2 separate regions of the Oryctolagus cuniculus genome follow, and region 2 is linked to region 1. The links are chromatin contacts, called in public Micro-C maps. All regions are on one chromosome and are shown on one strand. The core of a region is the stretch at or near the end of the contact, and the rest is flanking DNA. Distances in the headings are between cores, read along the strand shown. Region 1 holds the start of FAN1 (FANCD2 and FANCI associated nuclease 1). Region 2 holds the start of KLF13 (KLF transcription factor 13).

Region 1 (3,065 bases), core at 406-2,905:
AACACTGCGAGCGACTTCATTCTCTGAGCCGCTGTCACCCTCCAGAGGAGGCTTCTGGACAGCACTCCAGCTAGGAGCATCCGCTGCTGAACCCTGAGATCTTGGCTCCGAATCTGATGACCGTGTTTTAGTTTCTGAAACGCCAGTCAGTTCTTGCTCTTCGCGGTTGCCTGCCTCACGTGTTTCAACCCCTACATGGTCTATTCTGCTGACCCTCTCCTGCTTCACAAGTCCGGCTTCTGTAGGACAATTCAGTGCCTGCCCGGCTGTTACATCTGGCGAAGACGGAGCGGGAGCTTTAGCTGAGACTCCGCGGGTGGGAACTGACTTCCCACACTCCCCGGTGCCCCTCTGGCTCTCAGCTTCCATTATTCTGCTGCTTTCTAGTGCGTGTTCAGGACTTTCTTCCTCTAAAGAATTACATGTAAAAATGTTTTCCTTTTGAGAACTATTCTCCAAAAGTTCCTCCTTGTCCTCAGGTTCTGAACAGCTACCAACCAGACTCCTCCCAGCCGGGGAGACAGCGCCCCGTGGACTACGGCTGGCCAACTCCTCACCCTTATCTCCCGACACCCTAGCTTTTATGTATTTTCTGGACAACTTGGATGACAGGCTTCCCAAAGAAATGACTTGCACGTTCTGATTTCTCAGCTCATCTTGACTTTTGCATATGAAGTCACCACTCGCTTTAAAGTAGGGACTCGTATGCTGTTTTCTGTTCATTTCTGCTGAATCGTTTTTGCCAGGGGTTAAACGCGTCTTGGTTGGTGATGGCTTCTTCGGTGTTACACCTGCTAGGGCAATACTGGCCGACCCCACTGCGGATACCTTAGAGTTGATCAAGCCGGTCTGCGCTGGATCGAGTCCAACGACGTCGCTGCCAGCACACATTTCATCAAGGTGTCGGTTTAAGTCATATCTTGGCACCATCTGACTACACACGGGGCAGGCAAGTTTAGCAGGCGGCGCGTTGTTAAAGAACGAGATGATAGAACTCGGCGCCTTTTTTTCAGTTTTCCTGCCGGATAAGCTTCTGCGAGGCCTTTTTTTGTCTGGCGATCTCCCTTCTGCCATGATGAGAGTCACAAAACCGGTGCTCCGAGGCACAACGCGCAGGACGCTTCAGTCAAAGCCTCGACGGTTTGCTTTCGCTTTCTTGATTTGAGACAGTAAAAAAGTGAGCCTCTGACCTCATGGTCCTCGTTCAACTGCTTCCCCCTACGAAATACAGCAAATATGGATCGCAACGTTGTTCTGGGTGAACCGGGGCCCCGCACGTCGGAGGGCGGGACTTCGGGTGCAGAAAACCTGGGCTGGAGGCATACGCCCCCCGCTCTGCGGACGATCGGCGGCAACTTTGGGAAAGGACACCGCTCGGGGCCCTTCTAGGAAACCACCGCGTCGGGGGCCGTCCAGTGGGATGGGCTCCAGGGCGCCTCCGGCCTCGCCGGCCGGCACCGACCCAGCAGCGCCCGAGTCGCCCGCATCTGCGAACACGCTTGCCGGCACCAGCGCAGCTGCGGCCCCGCAGCCCAGGGGCCCGGCGAGCACCTGGGACGCGGTCCCGGCGCCGCGCGGCCGCGTGCGAGCCGCCCACCCCGGCCCTCAGCCCTCAGCCCTCGGCCCTCCCGCCCGGCCGCGCCGAGCCTCCCTCCGGGCTTCGCGCGCCGGCGCCCCCAGGCATCCCCAGCAGATCCCCGCGTCCCGATTCCTGACAGGCTCGGCGAGTGGAGGCTCGAGTGATCGATCTCTCTTTTCCAGGTCAAGGACTCCCCAGCAGCCGCGCGGCTGAGCCCAGTAGACAGACCCGGGCACCTCCTGCCTTTCGCGCCTGCAGCAGGCGGGCCGCCCTGAACGCCCCTGCTCGGCTTCTCTGCGGCCGGGCGTTCCGATGCGTGGGAAGCCGGAGCAACCTGCACTTTTGTGGGGGAGCTCCGCGTCTCGGGGTGCAGCCTGCAGGGAGGAGACAAGAGGCCAGCACAGGCTGTGCTCACACAGGCTCTGCGAACCGGCACCGGGCTGACGGTATCACTGTAAAAACCCCAACAGTGCAGAAATAATAAAATGTAGCCATTAGGGAATGATGGGTCTTGAATTTATTTTAATTGCTTAACAGCTGGGAATGTAACAACCAGCCTGGTCCCGCCTACCCTAGCACGGGGCTGGTGCTGTGCAGGGAGGCATAGTTGCAGAGAGAGAGGGAGAAACAGAGAGCGGTCTTCCATCTGCTGATTCACACCCCCCCCTCCCCCCCAACACACACCGCTCTGTGACCCCAACGGCCAGGACCCAGGGACATCATCTGGGTCCCCGTGTGGGTGGCAAGGATGGAGCCCCTGCCCCATTCCAGGTAATATTCTGGATGCTGGAGACAGAATGAACAACGGAACGAGGAGATGAGGAGGTGAGGGCCTCCTGTTGTGGGGAGGAGACTTTGGAAAGGTGGAGAAAATACGAACAATTAAGTTAGGTCGTGAATAAAAAGAGGAATTAAGTCACGAAGCACCTTGGGTTGGGGATTTGAAAGGGTGCCTAGGAAAGGCCTAGCTGACAAGGCGCGAGGTTGGAGCAGCCCTATGCCAGCCGTGAGCAGAAGCCTGCCTGGCAGGCTCGGACAGCGCGCAGGCCGGGGGCGAGGTGGGAGAGGGCGCGGCGGAGGGGTCAGCCAGGCGGGACAGTGTCAGGGCACTGCTGCGGCCGCAGTCCGGGTGCTGCAGTGCTCCGTTGGAACTTCGTGTACAACAACGTGCAGGGGCGGTTGGCAGTCATTCTCCAGGACCGACACGGGGCCTGGGAGTCATACTACGGACTTCAGTATTGCTTTCGCGTGAGATCAGAGTGGGGTTTTGAGCGCCAGCTCCGAAAGGCCCGCCCGGCCTTGCATTAAGAACACAGGATGGGGCTGGAAGACTAAGCCGCACGAGAATGAGAACGAGAGGGAGCAGGGAAAACAGGACGCACTGCTGGCTTGTGTCACGTGCTTGCGTTCCAACTGGTAAGAAGCAATCATAGCCTGACTGTAGGAGGGGACGTCAAAAAGTCCCTGGGAAGTGGAATTAAAAGGG
Region 2 (3,065 bases), core at 405-2,904, 350 kb before region 1:
CGGGGGCCGCCCGCCCCGCAGCCCCTCGGGCCGGGCGCGGCCCCGCCGGCCGGATGGGCGGGGGCGCCCACAAAGAACCGCGGGCGGGGAGCAGGGACCCGGGACCGCCCCCCGCGTCGGCTAGTGCGGCCGCCGGCTCCGGTTACGACAAATTAAACCTTAGAGCGCTGGAAAAATTACAGGAAGAGGAGAGCGAAGAATGTGCCGAGTGGCCGAAGAGAGCCCTGTCCCGGAGTGAACTTCGCCCGCCGCGCACCTCCCCCCCCCCACACCCCGAGAGCGCGCCCGGCCGGCCGGACACCCGCTGGGAGCCCCCAGCCCCGCGCCCGGGCCGCCCCCGCCGCGAGCGGCGCGCGCGCACCTGCCCGCGCCGCCCCCCGGCCTGGGCGGGGTCCCCGCTCCGGCCCGGATGACGACATCCACCCCCGCGGCCCCGCCCCAGCGCGCCCGGGGAGGGGGCGTGCCCGGCGGGGGCGCGGTCGCCGGGCGGGCGCCGGCTCCGAGGGCCCGGGGCCGCCTCGCGCCGCGCGAGCTCGGGGCGCGGCCCTGGCCGCCCCGGGGGGCGTGGCCCCCAGCCCGCGCGCTCGGGGGGCCCGGGCCGCCCACTGACCTGTGTGAGTTCTCAGGTGCGCCTTGAGGTGCGAGGATTTCCCGTAAACTTTCTCGCAGCCCGCGTAGTGGCACTTGTGCTTCCTCTGCGGGGACTCGAGGTCGGCGCGGCTCCGGCCCCGCCGGCCCCTTTGTCTGAGGCCGGGCTCGCCGCTCCCCGCGGGCGCCGGCTCCCGCTCGGGCTCGCTCCACGCGGGGCTGGGGGGCGCGGCCGCGGCGCCCTCGCCGCCGGGGGAGGCGGGCGGCAGGCGGCACGGGGTCCTCGCCTTTCGGGCCGCGGCCCCCTCTCTGCGCTCCGCCGCGGCGGGTGCCGGCGCCTGCTGGTTGAGGTCCGCTAGGATCCGCGCCACCACGAACAGCGAGGCGCTGTCCTTGCCGTCGCGGCGCTCGTCGGCGCGGGGCATCGCGGGGGCGGCGGCGGCGGCGGCGGCGGCCGCACCCTCGGGCCGGGGCTCCGGCGCCTCCCGCGGCCCGTGCACGACCGCGCGGCTGGACATGGACACGAGGCACTCGGCGGCGAAGTGGTCCACATAAGCGGCGGCTGCCATGCTGCGGGCTCCAGTGCTGGTCGCTGCGAGTCGTCAGCCGCGCATCCGCACCCACGGCCTCCGGAGAGCGGGCGGGGGGCGGGGGCGCGGCGCGCCCTCTCCTCGGCTGGGCTGGGCTAGGCTGGGCGCGCAGCCGCCTCTGTCTGCCGTCACCCGCGCGGCTCCGCGTCCGCCCGGCCGGCCACCGAGGCGTGAGCGCATGGGGGGGCGCGGGCCAGGGGGCTCCGCGCGGCCTCGGGGGCGGCCTGTCCTAAGGATGCCGAGCGGCGACGTCAGGGACGCCCGCGTCAAGCCGCGGCCGCAGCCTCGCCGCGCATTGTGGCAGGCGGGACAGCCGCCGTGCGCGCCGCGGCTCGGTGTGGGCGGCCCGGCCCCGAGGGTGGGCGGGGCCGGGGCCACATCTGGACCCGACGTCAGCCCCCAGCCACATCCTGGCGGCGCAGGTTACGGGCGGCGGCGGCCGCGGGGAGCAGCGCGCGGAGGGGGCGGGGATCCCGGAGCGCGCACCGGCCGCACGGAGCGGTCGCGCGCCCGCCCCTGGGAAGGGGCGTGGCCTGGGGGCAGGCGCGAGTGCCATTGGCCCGTGCGCACTCGGCCCGGCCAATCCGGGCCGCCGGAGGGGCGTCCCCCGCCGCGGGGCCTGCGCGCCCCCAGTGGGCGTGCCCCCTCGTTGGAACGGGGGCGGCGGCGAGCCGGCGCGGGGCGCGCTGACGCACGACGTCCCAGGGCGGCGGGCCGGGTGCACCCGCTCGGGGCCGCTCCCCGGCTCGGGGACTCCGGCAGGCGCGTCCCAGCCTGAGCTTTTGTGCGTCGACAGCCTCGCTTGAGCCCCGCGTGGCTGGCTAGCGCTCTGAAGGGCGCCCTTTTGTCTGTCCAGCCCCGCCGGCGAGGGGGCGGCTCGCCTCTGGCAGCGGCGCGAACTCCGCTCGCCCCTCCACGCCCTCTCCCAGCTGAGCCCCGGCTTCGGGGCGACCCTGGGCCTGCGGGAGTGGACGGCGTGCCGGGGCGGCGGGGACCGCGGAGCCCTCTCCTCCCCGCCCCCGCCCCCGCCCCCGCCCCCGGCCCGCTGCCAACTTCCCTGGGCTGCCCCTTCCCGCCGCGGTCGGGGCGGCTTCAGACGCCACCAGCTGCGAGGACCCCGCCCGCCGCGCCGCACCGCACCCGCCCACTGTCTGGGCCTCGCTGGGCAGCGCCCCGCCCGCGGCCTCCCGGGCTGGGCAGGGCCGGGCCGACTCGCCCCTGACGCTCGCCGGCGCCCCCCGCTCGCCTTCACCGGAGAGAACCCGGTTCCCACCGCCTCGGAGCCGCTTGTGCCTGCCTCCCCGTGCGCTCCGGAGCAGCCCGGGCTCCTTGCGCGTGTGGCACTTTTTGGCGAGTCCTTCCTGGAGCCCTGGGGGACGGGGCCATGCGAGGCAGTGGGCAGGGGCGCACTCGTCCTGTCCCCAAAGCGACGGTCGAGTCCGAGCTCCCTCCGAGTTAATTAGAGTCCCGAGTAGGAAAGACTAAGCTCTCCAGGTAGCTGAGGAGGAAGGCAGCCATTCAGCGATGCATGATGCCGTCAACTGTGAACTTGCGCCGACTAATGCGCGCCTTGGCGATCTGTGACCGGAACCCTCAAATTCCCTCGGCCGCACCGGGTCGCTGCCCTGTGCTGTTACGGCCCCTCATCCTCTCCTGCCCGCTGCAGCCGGCACACGCGAGAGCGGGTCTCCCAAGAGAGTGCATTGTTCAGGCTGGTAGGGCCAGATTAAAGCAGACGCGCGGGGGCAGGGGTCTCCCCATTGCCACGCCCCATGCAAGGGTTCTCCATGAGTGTGGCCTCCCAGATGGTTTCGGCTGTGCGGCGTGGCACGCTTAGATACAAAACACAGCCTCTTGGCTGTTTTCCCAATAATCCCCCCTCATTGA

The links. Hi-C and Micro-C count contacts between places; a contact is called where the count stands out from the background.
Region 2: a contact with region 1 is called in a Micro-C map of ear pinna, with 6 times the contacts expected there. The contact joins the promoter of KLF13 here to the promoter of FAN1 in region 1. A contact is called at or near these places in 2 of 6 Hi-C or Micro-C datasets (ear pinna and an unstated tissue).

The regions. Positions count from the first base shown.
Region 1 is chr12:11,977,422-11,980,486 of mOryCun1.1, reverse strand. It overlaps FAN1 (FANCD2 and FANCI associated nuclease 1), which reads right to left and starts at 1,655. Exons shown (of 13, transcript XM_008269777.3): 1 at 1-1,655. The coding sequence starts at 1,074.
Region 2 is chr12:12,330,480-12,333,544 of mOryCun1.1, reverse strand. It overlaps KLF13 (KLF transcription factor 13), which reads right to left and starts at 1,654. Exons shown (of 2, transcript XM_051822252.2): 1 at 611-1,654. The coding sequence starts at 1,157.